Regions from separate parts of the Sus scrofa genome. Here regions 1 and 2 are each linked to region 3. The links are chromatin contacts, called in public Hi-C and promoter capture Hi-C maps. All regions are on one chromosome and are shown on one strand. The core of a region is the stretch at or near the end of the contact, and the rest is flanking DNA. Distances in the headings are between cores, read along the strand shown.

Evidence for each region. Promoter capture Hi-C pulls out the DNA fragments that hold promoters and counts their contacts. Hi-C and Micro-C count contacts between places; a contact is called where the count stands out from the background.
Region 1: a contact with region 3 is called in a promoter capture Hi-C map of fetal skeletal muscle, with 4 times the contacts expected there. The contact joins the promoter of SMG7 here to the promoter of DHX9 in region 3. A contact is called at or near these places in 1 of 5 promoter capture datasets (fetal skeletal muscle), 1 of 47 Hi-C or Micro-C datasets (heart right ventricle) and 2 of 2 datasets of contacts at active chromatin or transcription factors (alveolar macrophages and skeletal muscle).
Region 2: a Hi-C map of liver shows a contact between it and region 3, with 6 times the contacts expected there. The contact joins the promoter of RGL1 here to the promoter of DHX9 in region 3. A contact is called at or near these places in 1 of 47 Hi-C or Micro-C datasets (liver) and 2 of 2 datasets of contacts at active chromatin or transcription factors (alveolar macrophages and skeletal muscle).

What each region holds. Positions count from the first base shown.
Region 1 is chr9:124,694,988-124,699,018 of Sscrofa11.1, forward strand. It overlaps SMG7 (protein SMG7), which reads left to right and starts at 1,445. Exons shown (of 22, transcript XM_021063792.1): 1 at 1,445-2,655. The coding sequence starts at 2,627. NMNAT2 (nicotinamide/nicotinic acid mononucleotide adenylyltransferase 2) reads right to left here and starts at 2,924. Exons shown (of 14, transcript XM_021063806.1): 1 at 2,488-2,924.
Region 2 is chr9:124,845,554-124,849,896 of Sscrofa11.1, forward strand. It overlaps RGL1 (ral guanine nucleotide dissociation stimulator-like 1), which reads left to right and starts at 2,805. Exons shown (of 19, transcript XM_003357576.5): 1 at 2,805-3,219. ARPC5 (actin related protein 2/3 complex subunit 5) reads right to left here and starts at 2,353. Exons shown (of 4, transcript NM_001134357.1): 1 at 2,211-2,353. The coding sequence starts at 2,353.
Region 3 is chr9:124,139,654-124,143,629 of Sscrofa11.1, forward strand. DHX9 (ATP-dependent RNA helicase A) reads left to right here and starts at 2,276. Exons shown (of 28, transcript XM_021063778.1): 1 at 2,276-2,433.

The DNA of each region.
Region 1 (4,031 bases), core at 195-2,694, 550 kb after region 3:
CCAGCGTTGCTGTGAGACGTGGTGTAGGTCACAGATGCAGCCTGGATCCCTCATTGCTGTGGTGTAGGCCGGCAGCTGCAGCTCTGATTCAACCCCTAGCCTGGGAACTTCCATGTGCCACAGGTGAGACCCTAAAAAAAAGAAAAAAAAAATCTAACCAATAAATTTCAGGAAGGAAATGCAGGGTATTTTAGGTAGTTTTAGATAGCATTAATCTCCATCCTTGGGCTCACAGGTTTAAAGGAAAAGCTGGACCCTAACCAGAGATGAGAACAACCTTTCACTAGGTGGCTCTCTTTCCTCTGAGTGGGTGGCAGGGATAAGGAGGCATTGTACAGCTGCAATCAATGCGTGTCACACTGCATCACAGAAGGTGCTTGAAGCACTCCGGGCAGAGTTCAGTTTCTATTTCATTAATTATAATGTCCTTGGGATTTATTTCAAAGTATCTGGTATTTTCATTTCCTCCAAATTTACACATAGACAGACATCGGTCGGGCCTTTTAACAGGTGCAGTTTCAGGGAAGGATCAGGAAAGCGCCTTCTCACCTAGCACAAAAGACAGCAGAAATCAGGTACCTCAACCAAACCGAAACCAAAATGGCCCTTTAAAAATTCCGATTTCAACTATTCAATGAGAGCTGTATTCCTGGAGAGGTTTATATGATTACATAGCCTAAAGTACTTTGGGATAGCTATTTAAATGACTCCACAATACAAATCGAAAAAATGTCAAATAATCCTTTCAAACCATTAGATGACCACTTCTCCAGCTACATCTTGGACACTCTATTATCATTGATCCCATTCTTTAGTCTGCCTTTTGGAGACAAAACACACATAATAATCATTCAAAACCATTTGTTCAAAGAATGAAAATCCTTTTCCTAGAAGCCTGTCATTGGAACTTTGCACCAGTATCTAAGTTTTTCTTGATACTATTTTACCCAACGCCTCCTCTCCAACCCAAAAGATACAAAATGACAAAATCCTAAAATACCCTGAGAGAACCGGAAGTTTGTAGAGGAGAAAGGAACTTGGAGGTCGGCTTTTGATCATTAAGGGGGACCCCCACTGGGGAATCATCCTCTGAGAGAGAGGGCTGTCATCAGCGTCTCACCACATCCCCAGCTCTAAAGACCACTTGTTAGCCTTCCAGGATGTGTTTCCACTTTCACTCTGGCCTCCTTGCGGCAGGAGGTGGCTCGGGAAGGCCACGAGGGGAACTCTGAGAAGATTCGGTCACCGAGGCTGTGTGTGGGGTGGGGTTTGGGGGATTTCTGTAAGGGGTCGACCCGCCGGGGAAAGTCGGACGTCTCTGTCGGCAGAAGAGGGATCTCGGCAGTCGTGTGCCGTTCTCCTCCCTCAGGGACCCCGTCCAGGCGGGATCCCGCCTCCCAGAGCCCGAGGCAGTTGTGGGGAAACCCCTCGCCCGCCTAGCTGCCAAGCGCCACCGTTCCGCCCTACCAGCTCCAGCCCGCCGCCCACCAGCCTGCAGGCTCCGCATCGTCCTCGCAGGCCCGGCCCTCCGCACACCTCGCACGGAGAGGAAAACTATGGAGGTGGTTTCCGCCCGTAGGCGGGTGGAAAAGCCCATGGTGAATGCCTCGGGGTCTCCCCCATCGCTGCGGGAAAGGGAAAGGGAGGAGGAAATGAACTTCACTCCCCAAGAGAACTACCCGTATTCCCAACCTGAGGGGAAGCCTTTGGATGGAAGGGAAGCCAAGGGGGAACCCTGGGCACTTCTCCGGGAATCCACTCGCCAAGGGAGGGTCACTCGGTGCGCACAAATTGGTTACTATGACAATACAACTGCAGCCTTCAGTTGCCTTGGCAGCTGCTTATCCAATCCGATTGGTTTCTTTTCTTCCCTGGGGCTCCACCCTATCCCCTCCAACAGTCTCCCAGCGTGAAGGGGGAGGGGCCGCAGAAAAAAAGGAGGGGGGTCCTTTAGCGTCACTCTAGGGCTCGAGGGCAGATCAGAAACGAGGGACTGGCGGCCGGAACTGTACGAGGAAGGGGAGGCGTTTCCGGTACGGAAGAGTGGAGGGGTGGAAAAAGGAAGCTAGAAATTGGGTGGAGTGGAAAGACGGGGGAAGACTTTCAGTGTAACTCCCAGTTGATTTGGGCTCAATGTTCCCGGTGAGGGTGGGGTTGCCCCCTCGCGCGGGAGGAGAGGGGTGGATTGGCCGGAAGCCGCCGAGCGTCTCCAGCGGGCTACTCAGCAGCCGCGCAGGTGCAGCCGAGCTAACAGATCCCAAGAGGGAGCGCTACCGAAAGGCGGAAATCGCCAGGAGGGACCGGCGCCGCTGAAATCTCGCGAGAGAGACCCCCACACTTCCTTCCTCTACTTCTCCCTCCTCTTTCCCCCGCCCCCATCCCTCCTCCCTCCCCCTCCCCCTCCCGGGTCGGAGTGTCCCTGCGCCCCACGGGCCGGAGCAGCAGCGAGAGCAGCTTTCCCCGCTCCCTCCCCCTCGCCTCACTCACCCCCACCCCCCCGCCGAGCGAGGAGGAGCCGGAGGAGAGGAAGATGGCGGCGGCCGCCAGCACCCGCGGTGCCGCGGGGCCGCTCCGAGGAGCCTGAGAGACCCACAGAGGCTTCGCGGGAAGACGCGGGCGGCGGAGGATGAGCCTGCAGAGCGCGCAGTATCTCCGGTGAGTGCCGAGGACGGCCCGTACGTAGAGGGGAGCGGACCGAAGGTTCGGGCATGGAGCAACAGACACAGAGGTGGTATGTCCGGGGTGGCGGGGGAGTTGCTGTGTCCTCTCGTTCTCCGACGGAGAGGCGGGGGCTGCGAGAGGCTCTGCGGGAGGGGGCGGAGCGGGCACACACATGGGTGCCTAGCCCCCACGGGCCGGCCTGAGTTCCAGCGAAGCCGGCTCCTCTCGGTGCGGGGAGGGAGGTTAGGAAAGCGTGAGAACGTGTGTGTGCGCGCGCCCCGGGTCGCGGGCTCGCAGGCGAGGGGTGGGGAGAGGCGCTCCCAGAGGCGGCCGCGACCCCGAGTGAAGGTGGGTGTGGAGGAGTCTGATGCGGGTGGCGGAGAAACCTGGTGTGGTGTGGGATTGGCTAGAGCGATGCATGGGGAGAAGACGAGGTGGAAGTCTGCACACCTGGGGTGAGTAGGGGGCTGGGAAGGAAGGACTAGTGGAGCGAGAGACCGCAGGAAGCTGGAGTTTGTTCTTCATTCTGGGGTTGGAAATACGGAGGAATAATGTCATCTGTAGTTAGTTGGCGGGTGGGGGGTTGGAGGCGTAAAGAAGGGGAATGGATGAGGAAGTGAGGAAAGAGGGAGGTACTGTGGACGGGGTTGGGTTCCCCCAAAGAACCTGGGTTAGAATCAGTGCATTTGGAAGGTACCATTCTAAGTGTCGTGTGGCTTAAGAGTGGTGTTAAGCACTTGTATGTGGGGGGGTAGTGTGACACATGGGTATAGAGTGTGAGAGTATGTGTATCTGGGGAGGATTAAGGGGGGCGATTGATGCATATTGTAGGTGGAAGAAGATGCAGACACAGTGGAACCAAGTGCATGATGGCGAGAGCATATTGAACAGAAAGACACCAGCTATTGTGCAGCTAAGAAGGTTCCATGGAAGCAGACTAAGAGCTTGGAGGTGGGGGTAGAGGTAAACGAGGGTCAAAATCCTGATGGCAGGGAAAAATAAAAAGATTGTTGGAACCTGAGGTTAATTAAGGAGTTGCCACTGCTTAGAAGGGGGAAGGAAGGCCTTGAAACGGGTCCTTTTTGGCTTTAACAGAACTAAAAGGGCTCACTTATGGGAAAATGCTTTAAAAAGTGGTTTCACACCTTGTGGAGGAGGGAATTGGATGGGGTAGAAGTCTGAAATGAGCCCAAAGTCACTTAAGCTGTTTAGTGAAGTGAAAATGGATCCTTGCATGTGTGTTGGAAGGAAGGTATGTAGTTAAGTGATACATGAGGGTAGCTATTCTACTTTTGAAAGTAGTAATAGTTTTATTAAGCAGAGTGTGCAAAGGAGGAAATGAGATCTTTCAATTATTGTTGAATCCCCAA
Region 2 (4,343 bases), core at 1,555-4,054, 710 kb after region 3:
TTGCAAGGATGTCAATCAAAGATAAAATACTGAGGAAGAAAAAGGGAGAACAACACATTTTTTAAAATCAAACAAAAACTGTTTCATCCTTGGCGCTAATTATTAATTGAACACCTGGATAATCTTCCATTTGCCAGGAAGACACATGTGCAAACCATTATGTAGTGATCATTTTTAAAATTCTAAAATATATACCAGAATTATTTGGCCCCCAAATGAAACATCCTATCCTCAGCCAAAATATGTCCTTTTATGTGACTCTAACTGGAAAAATAAAGACCAAACTTTAACTAGAATTATATTCTATATAATGAAATGCTAACAGAACGTGCTGGCAGATCACTCTAGCAATCTGAATGATATACATTAGCAATCTCCCAATACTGATGACAAGAGGCATCATAAGAAGATATAGCAATTCAATGACCCTTAGGTGTCAGCTTAATTTTTCTCTTTTGGATGTTTGCTCTCACAGTTCATAAAGGTCATTCAAACTACCTTAGGCCACACCTATTACATTTAGTCTCACTTGAAAGCACCAGTGAGTTAGCAAGTATGAGAAACAGAAGGCCAATCAGACTGTCAGAATGTACAGTTATTTCCCTAAAAGGAAAACCACAGAGTTCTCTTGTTCCTCCATCTGTGGTGCCTGATAGGGCTTGTCTCTTCTTGTAACAAGAGTAGAAGAGACAGTAAGACAGCATCTTTACATTTTAAGATGAACTGATTTAAAAAGCAGATCCACTCTGTGGATACAGCAGTACCATTTAAGAGTCATCATCGTTATCTAAAATGTTAGTCTCATGAAACATCATTTTTTCATCACAAAGAATGTTTTTAGACAGACATCATTTATATTCTGAAGGAAAAGGTCTGACCAAAAAAACTATGGTTGTTGGTAGACTGTTATTTTCAAGGCTTAATGGACTTCTAGAGAAGCACGCCTTCTGCAGACTGGTTCACTTATAAGACCCCAAACACTGAAGTATTTAAATAATGCAAAACAGCAACAGCTGATTGTGAAAGTCAGAGAAATCAAAGAAACATCTGTATGTTGACAAATGTTTAATGCTGTACTTTAGGTGCCTCTAAGACCAGCTGTGGTTGTGACCAAATATTTTCGCTCATATATTTCCACGTTGAATTTAATAGGACACTGAGGCGGAAAGAGTCTAAAAAGCCTTCCTTACCTTATGAATACACCCAAGGATAATGAGAAATGAGTGGGTCAGTAATTGAGAATCTTTGAAACTACAGCTTTGGTTATTGTAACATTTACATTTTCCTAAAAAAGATCTGATGCCAATACTCCCTCAAAGTCATGAATATTCAAATATGCAAAACCAAAACCCAGGAACTGACAGACACATTTTAACTAAAAGGGAAACGATTCCAGGATTACAAAATGCTTCTGTTTTGCGCAAATGATTCATTTTCTTCTATTTTATTCATTGGGGTTTATTTTAAATATTTCCAGGGATTCTCCACATGCATTCCCCGTCTTCTTTCTACTGTCCTTTGCTTAACAGGTAAAAAGCTCCCAGATTCTTTCTGGGGAGCTGCGGTGGTTTTGCACTCACTCCCTTTTCCCCAGGTAAAAAATTCTGTGCAATCTATATTTTGCCAAATCCCTGTCTCCTAAAAAAGAGCCCCCGGACTGGAAGGACGGAGGGGGCCTCAACCCTGCAAACCGCCCCATCTCTGCTGGCAGGAAAGAATCTATCCTAATGCTGCCAAAACAAAACCACTACCACGATGAAAACAAAATCACTGAAGAAAGACGCCTGTTCTCTCAATCAGACTCGGGAGCTAATGAGACCCGGGTAAATACCGTTCTGGGAGGACAACTTAAGCGCCGCGCAGCAGTCCGACTGACCAGCTGCACCGCCGCGAGGGCGCGGCCGGCCCCGCGGAATTCCCGGAGGCGAGAACTCCTGGCGCAACCTGAGGAATCCGGGGAGTGGACGGCGCGCCGGAAGGGCAGGTTCCCGAGGGCTGGACCCTGGGGTCTCGGGGCGAGTCGGTAGGAATGGGAGAGTCCCCTGCCCTCTGAGAACCCGTGACCCCCAAAGAGACCGGGTGGAGCCGTGGGCACTGGGAGCAGCTCCGCGCCCGGCTCCCGGCCGGGGCCCGCCCCCCTCACCCCCTGCCCGCAGCGGGTCCCGGAAGAAGGGCCAGGTGGGGTGGGGGGGCGGCGAACAGAAGGATATTGCCGCAGGCAGGAGTCCACCTCGCCCTCGTCGGGCCCGGCCTGCCCGTCGCCCCCGTCTTCCTCGTCCACGAACTTGTTCTCGTCGTACTCATCCACGTCTACCTTCCGGAACCGGGCCGACGACACCGTGTTCTTCGACATCCTCGATCCGGACCGGCGGCCAAGGCCTCCCCTCGGTGCTGCCTCTACCTTAGCAAGCCCAACCCGGCTGGCACCCGCAGACTGCCGCCTTCACTTCCCTCTTCCGCTCAGAGGCGTCGGCCGGCAGCCCCGGCCCGGGTGGTTCTGGGCCTGCGCGCTGGCGGCGCCTCTTCCTTCTCAGGAACGCGCTCTCCTCCAACCCTCCTCCACCACCCCCACGGCCCCCTCCCAGCCCGGGAGCGCAGGAGGGAGGGAGCGCGCTGGACGCAGTGCGCAGGTGCGGACTCGCTGCAGGAAAGGGGCGGGGCTGGGTGAAGGAGGCGGGGGCGGGAGGGGGCGGGGCAGGGGAGGGCAGAAAGCGGCGCCGCGGGCAGAGGTAAGAGGCGATTGGGCGTCCACGTGCGTCACGTGATCCCTGGGGGGTTTCCATAGAAACGCTTCTCTGCGGTCCAGCCTAGGGGGTCTTAGGTTGGCGGCGATGGGCTCGGAGGGCGGGTGGCCTTGGCTTGTGCTGCCACTGCCGCCGCCAACGACCTGCCATCGGTGTCCTGCGTAAGGTCCGGCTGGCACGGACTTGCCTGTGAGGTGGGATGGACTGGTTGCCGGACCAAGTCCCCTGCAGTTGACAGGAGTATGAGGCGGAGTGATGCACGCCCAGTCGCCCAGCATCGTTCTAGTTGTCAGAGACGTCGCTTCAGACCGTACGCCGACTGTGGCTTCGTTCCAGAGCCGGGAGCCTCTTTTTCGCGATTGGAACTACGCTGTGCGGCCAGCGGGGAGTCCCCAAGGACAGAGTCGAAAGGTCATATCTTATCTGTCAGTGCTGTGTAACAGCATCTCGACTGCACCTGCAGAATCCGAACTAGGTATCATAACCTTTGGGAAGGAGGGGGAGGTGTCTGGGCAGGGGCTGGGGTCTCGTGACAAGACTGGGATAAACCTGTGGAATTTGGGGTAGGGTCAGTCATTGACATCTTAAAATAACTGGTTGTTTGGAGCAAGAATGTTAGAAAAGAGTAGGGGCGAGTTACACTCTTTTGACGCCGAGGGAAAACAAAATGTGTAAGGATTAGTGGAAACCAAGCCTTTAAAATTTATCTTTGCCGTTTAAGATTTATATGATCCCGCTAGGCCAGCTTTTTATTATATTTGACATCCCCATTTCTGAGAGCAAAGCTCTTATTGAGCAGGTAAAAGCACTAAAACTGAGGGAATGGTTGTTGGGCTATGTGTATAGCACTGAAGTAGAAGTATTTGCAGAATAAAATTATTTTGGACATTTGTCAGGTCTAGTTTAATTCCACCTCTAGCAGAGGGCTGGCTGTTGCCCTGTTAAACCTCAATAGTTCGTTTCCTGTGCTGTAATTGAAAAGAGTACTGGGCTTAGAATCAGAGAACCCTGGCTTGAGTCCTGACTCTTCCTTGCACTCATAATCTATTGATTGATGCATACCACTTAAAATTCTGAATCTCAGGTTCCTCATTGCTAAAGTGGGGCTAGTAATGTGTACTTAATAAGATTGTTCTGATGATTAGATGCAAGAATTTTTTTGAACCTCTAAAATTCTGCATAAATATAAGATGCATGTTAGCTGTACCATGGATTTGGTCAATCGTCTTATAAATTACTTAAAAATAATTGTTTTATGTTGCCCCTGAGAGAGATGGAAAGATTCTAGAAGGCAGAGACTGTCATATTTCTTTTGTATCTTCCTTTACACCTGACATAAATCTAAGCATGCAGAAAGTACTCAATATATTCAGGTACTCAGTTATTCATTGATGAATGAAGAAAATGTGAAAGGCTGTACAGTTTGAGGGTTACACTGAGAATAATGAATCAGAAAGAAGGGAAAGAGATCTCAAAGTCAAACCTTTGTTGGATATCTATGCATACATATGTGTGTATATATCTGTATCTATATCAATATGTATATATATGTAGGCATAGATAGAGAGCTAGCTACTCAGGAATGGAGTATATCCTTTT
Region 3 (3,976 bases), core at 1,026-3,525:
ATAATAAACATATCTTACTCAAGAATTTCTTGAGATACATATACCAACTAAAAGAAAAAAATACACTGTGAGGGTTGTGAGGTATGTTTTATTCAGGGTCTTACTGGGGATTGCAGCCTGGGAGACAGCCTCTCAGCTCTGAGAAACTGCTCCAAAGATGTAGGGAAGGAGCCAGTATATTTATGATTTTTTGGGGGCTAGGTAAATACCTGCAGTCGGACATCAAAAAATTATTGCTAATAGAGTTCCCACTCTGGTTCAGTGAGTTAAGAACCTGATATGGTGTCTGTGAGAATGTGGGTTTATTCCCTGGCCTGACTAGATGGGTTAAGGATCCACTGTTGCCCTGTCTGTGGCATAGGCCTGCAGCTGCAGCTCGGATTCACTCCCTAGCCTGGGAACTTCCATTTGCCACAGGTGGGGCTGTGAAAAAAAAAAAATCACTGATTATCTCAAAGAATAGACTGCTCAAGTTAAGGATTTTAATACTTTTCTCTATATGGGAAGATGCAAGAATCTGGGGTCACTGAGATTCTTCCTTAGATAGACATCTTAACTACCTAGAGGCCTGCATATCCAAAGTACAGAATAGAGTACTTGCTGTTTTTCCATCCTGAATTCCCCCTCGGGACACTTTGTCAGTGGGCCATGGGTGACTGCAGTGGCTAATGACTTTGTAGAACTGGAATGGTGGGCAATATTTTTTGTTTAAAAAATACATACATATGTATGTATGTGTGTATATACAGATACATCAAGAAACAGACTTGTTTGATTTTATCCACCCTATTTGACTAAATAGTACCTTACTTCTTTTCAGAATGGTTGTACTGCTGAGCCACAGCAGGAACTTCCCAACTTATTTTTTGTTTGTTTGTTTTTTGGCTGTGCCCCTGGCATGTGGAAGTTCCGAGGCCAGGGATTAACCCACACCACAGCAGCAGTGCTGGATCCTTAACCTGCTGAACCACCAGGGAACTCATGGAGAATGTTTTGATGCTTCATCTGCAAATGTTAAGGGAGATCTTAGAAGGTACTAGTTGCCAAGGACAACCTACAAAGGTAAATGCCATTGCTGGCATCCAATCCCCTGGCAACTCAAGGTCCCAGATGCAAGGCCTAAATTAATAAACAACTCAGTAATAAAATTCTCTGTAATCTTTGGGAGCCAAAGATCGACCTCAGAAAATATTCTTTATACTTAATTTGTTGATGTTTTTGGTGTGTACATTATCTACTACAAAACATTTGCAATCCATTTATGTTAGTTGGGTTTCCCTTATCATGAAAACTTCCTGATTTAAGCATCCTGAGAGAGATAAGGAAACAAAGGATTAAGGTATTTCCCTGATGATTTTATTCCTAGTTGAAGAGAGCAAACATGGAGAAAATAAGTTAATGAGTAAATACGTTCCTCTGTTTAACTTAAATGTTTTAATCTGTGTTACTCTGGTTGTAGAAGAAACAGAGTTTTAAAGGGATTAATCACAGTGAGCTAGAAGAGTTAGGGGAAAAAAAGGGAAGAGGTGAAAAATAAGGATGTTAGGTACGATGGGGCCTGATACTTTACTGGTCTGGCTTCTCTGGAACAACCCCAGCTTGAAATATTTTGTATTGTTGCCTCCGTGAGAAGCACTGGAGTTCAAAAATTTAGCAGTGACTACTATAATAGTTAAGGATATAAATTACTCCGAAGACTATGAATACAAAAGGTTATCCAATTTGAGCAAAAAGAACTTTACAGTTTCTATTTATTAAACTAGTTATTACTGAGCACTTGATGTGCCAAGTACTTCATTTAGCGGCCTGAGCTGGCCAGGCAGGGTTCCCGCCTTCACCGAGCTTACTTCTATTTAGGGGATGTTAACCTTCGAGGAGCCGAATCACTACAATACCTACTGAACAACTATTGTGTGCTGGGTACTGCCCTAAGCCGCCTTCGCAAGCCATCTCATTTATTTTATTCTATTTTTTAAGCCATCTCATTTAATCACCAACAACCCTATAAAGCTACCACCTAGGATTTCCAGTTGTGTCTTTGTGGGGCACCTCATCTACCACAGGTCCCTATGACAGAAGGTGCAAAACATTCTCCAAAAACATGCGGCAGGCCCCTCCTGAGGAGGCCTCGCGCCAAAGGAGGAAGCTCCGCCCCGGCGCCGCTCTAGGGCGCGGCGGATCTCCCAGGCGACTGGACGCTGCCCGTCGCGTGGTTGCGGCAGCTCCGCCCCTCTTCCGGGCGCCCTTGGCCCCACGCTCCCCTTCTGCGCATGCGTAGCACACTGACTCCGCCTCCACAGCGTAGCGGTCGGAGCCATTTCGCCGCCGCCTCGGTGCGAGTGGTGGTGCGCTCGTCTGGTCTCCGTCGCTAAGGCCCGAGCCAGGGACGTTCCTGAGAGAGCTGTGCTCTCGGGCACAAAGAATCGGACTCCGGTAAGGGGAAGACGTCTTTGTTACCGGTTGGGACGGCGTAGGCCCCGGGGTTCTGCAGCGGGTCTTTGTTGCCTGGAGCTGGCGGCGGTGGCGGGTGGGGGAGGGGAGAGCCGCCTCGCTGGGTTCCCGGATTGCGGGTTGCGTGCTGCTTGCGACGCCGCTCCGCGCTTGCGCTGCCTGAGGCCGCCATTTGGCCCCCAGTTATTCGCGGAGGCAGGCCTAGTTTCGTCTCCGGAGCGGCCAAACCCCACTTCCTCTTCCAGCCTGCGCTTGGCGGTGGCGCTGTCGCCGTAGAGTGAAAGGGACTGAATCGGCCCGGGGTGGGGGGAGCTAAGCCCGCCAAACCGCCGCCCACGCTTAGGGCCCTTCGTTCGTCCACGCAGGCCTGCGTGCCGAAAATAGCGGGTGGTACCCTGCGGCCTCTGCGGATAGAGCAGAAAACAGGCTAGGCACAGTCCTTGCTCTTTTCTCTCAGAGGTTGGGGTCGTGGTGGGGGTGGGGAGCCGTGTGGAAACAAGTGCTGGTTTCGGTAAAAAAGCTCTTGGAGGATTTAGTGTAAAGGAAGGGCGCCATTTCCGGAAGGGTGGCGCGAGGGAAGGCTTTTCGGAGGAGGCAGACATTTGAGCCGACGTCTCGCCCAAAGGGTGGAGATTATCGACTACTAAGATGTGGAAGAAAAGCAGAACTCCCCAGGCGGAGGGGGATTAGTTAGTGTTTACTGGCAGGGATTAGAAAGAAACTGAAAGAAGGCCACGTGACTGGAATGTGGTGAGAAGAATTTAAAAGAAGATTGGATTTTAGCGTGGTTACAAAGGAAATGGGAATTATTTAGGACCTTGTTGCTGAACTCCAGCTGTTGCAGTAGTGGGAGAGGGGAGGGAAGCGAACAGATTGGAATCATGTTTGGAGGCGAAAGTGAGCCTTAGGTCAAGAGTAGATCAGGACTACCTGGGTTGGAATTTTGGGTCCCCCAATTAGAAGCTCTGTCTGTTGAGGCAAATTATTCTTTCTCTCAGTTTACTTACCTGTAATAATGCTTAGCTATACAGTGTCGTGTATGGGTTAAGTGAAGTAGTTGCTGCAATGCTCCTTAACGGATACTGATTGGTACATAATAAAGACTGCAACGGATGGTTATGGAGGATGTTGAGGGACTGGATAAGTCCCAAATGGGTGATAGGAGTAATTTGGTGGATGGTTGTGCCGCCTAAGGAGGTGGGAACACTGGGATTAGAGGGAAGAGGAACAGGTTTAGGGAGGAAATTTAAAATTGTGTTTTAACTGTGATGCCATGTTAGCATTCAGGTGGATACATAAGTGCTGCAGATGGATGAACTTGATTTTGGAGCTTTTAAAGAGAAAAGACTAAACTTTCAATGTATATTTGGATAGCATTAGTCTATAGTTAATATTTAATATGATGGCGTTAGATAAGACTAGGGAGGAAGGAATTTGATAGTATAGTCCTTATTTCATGTTTTCCATTCACCCTGAGGGCTTGTTTTTAAAATTAATTATTCATGGTTGGAATTTGTAGGTAGAC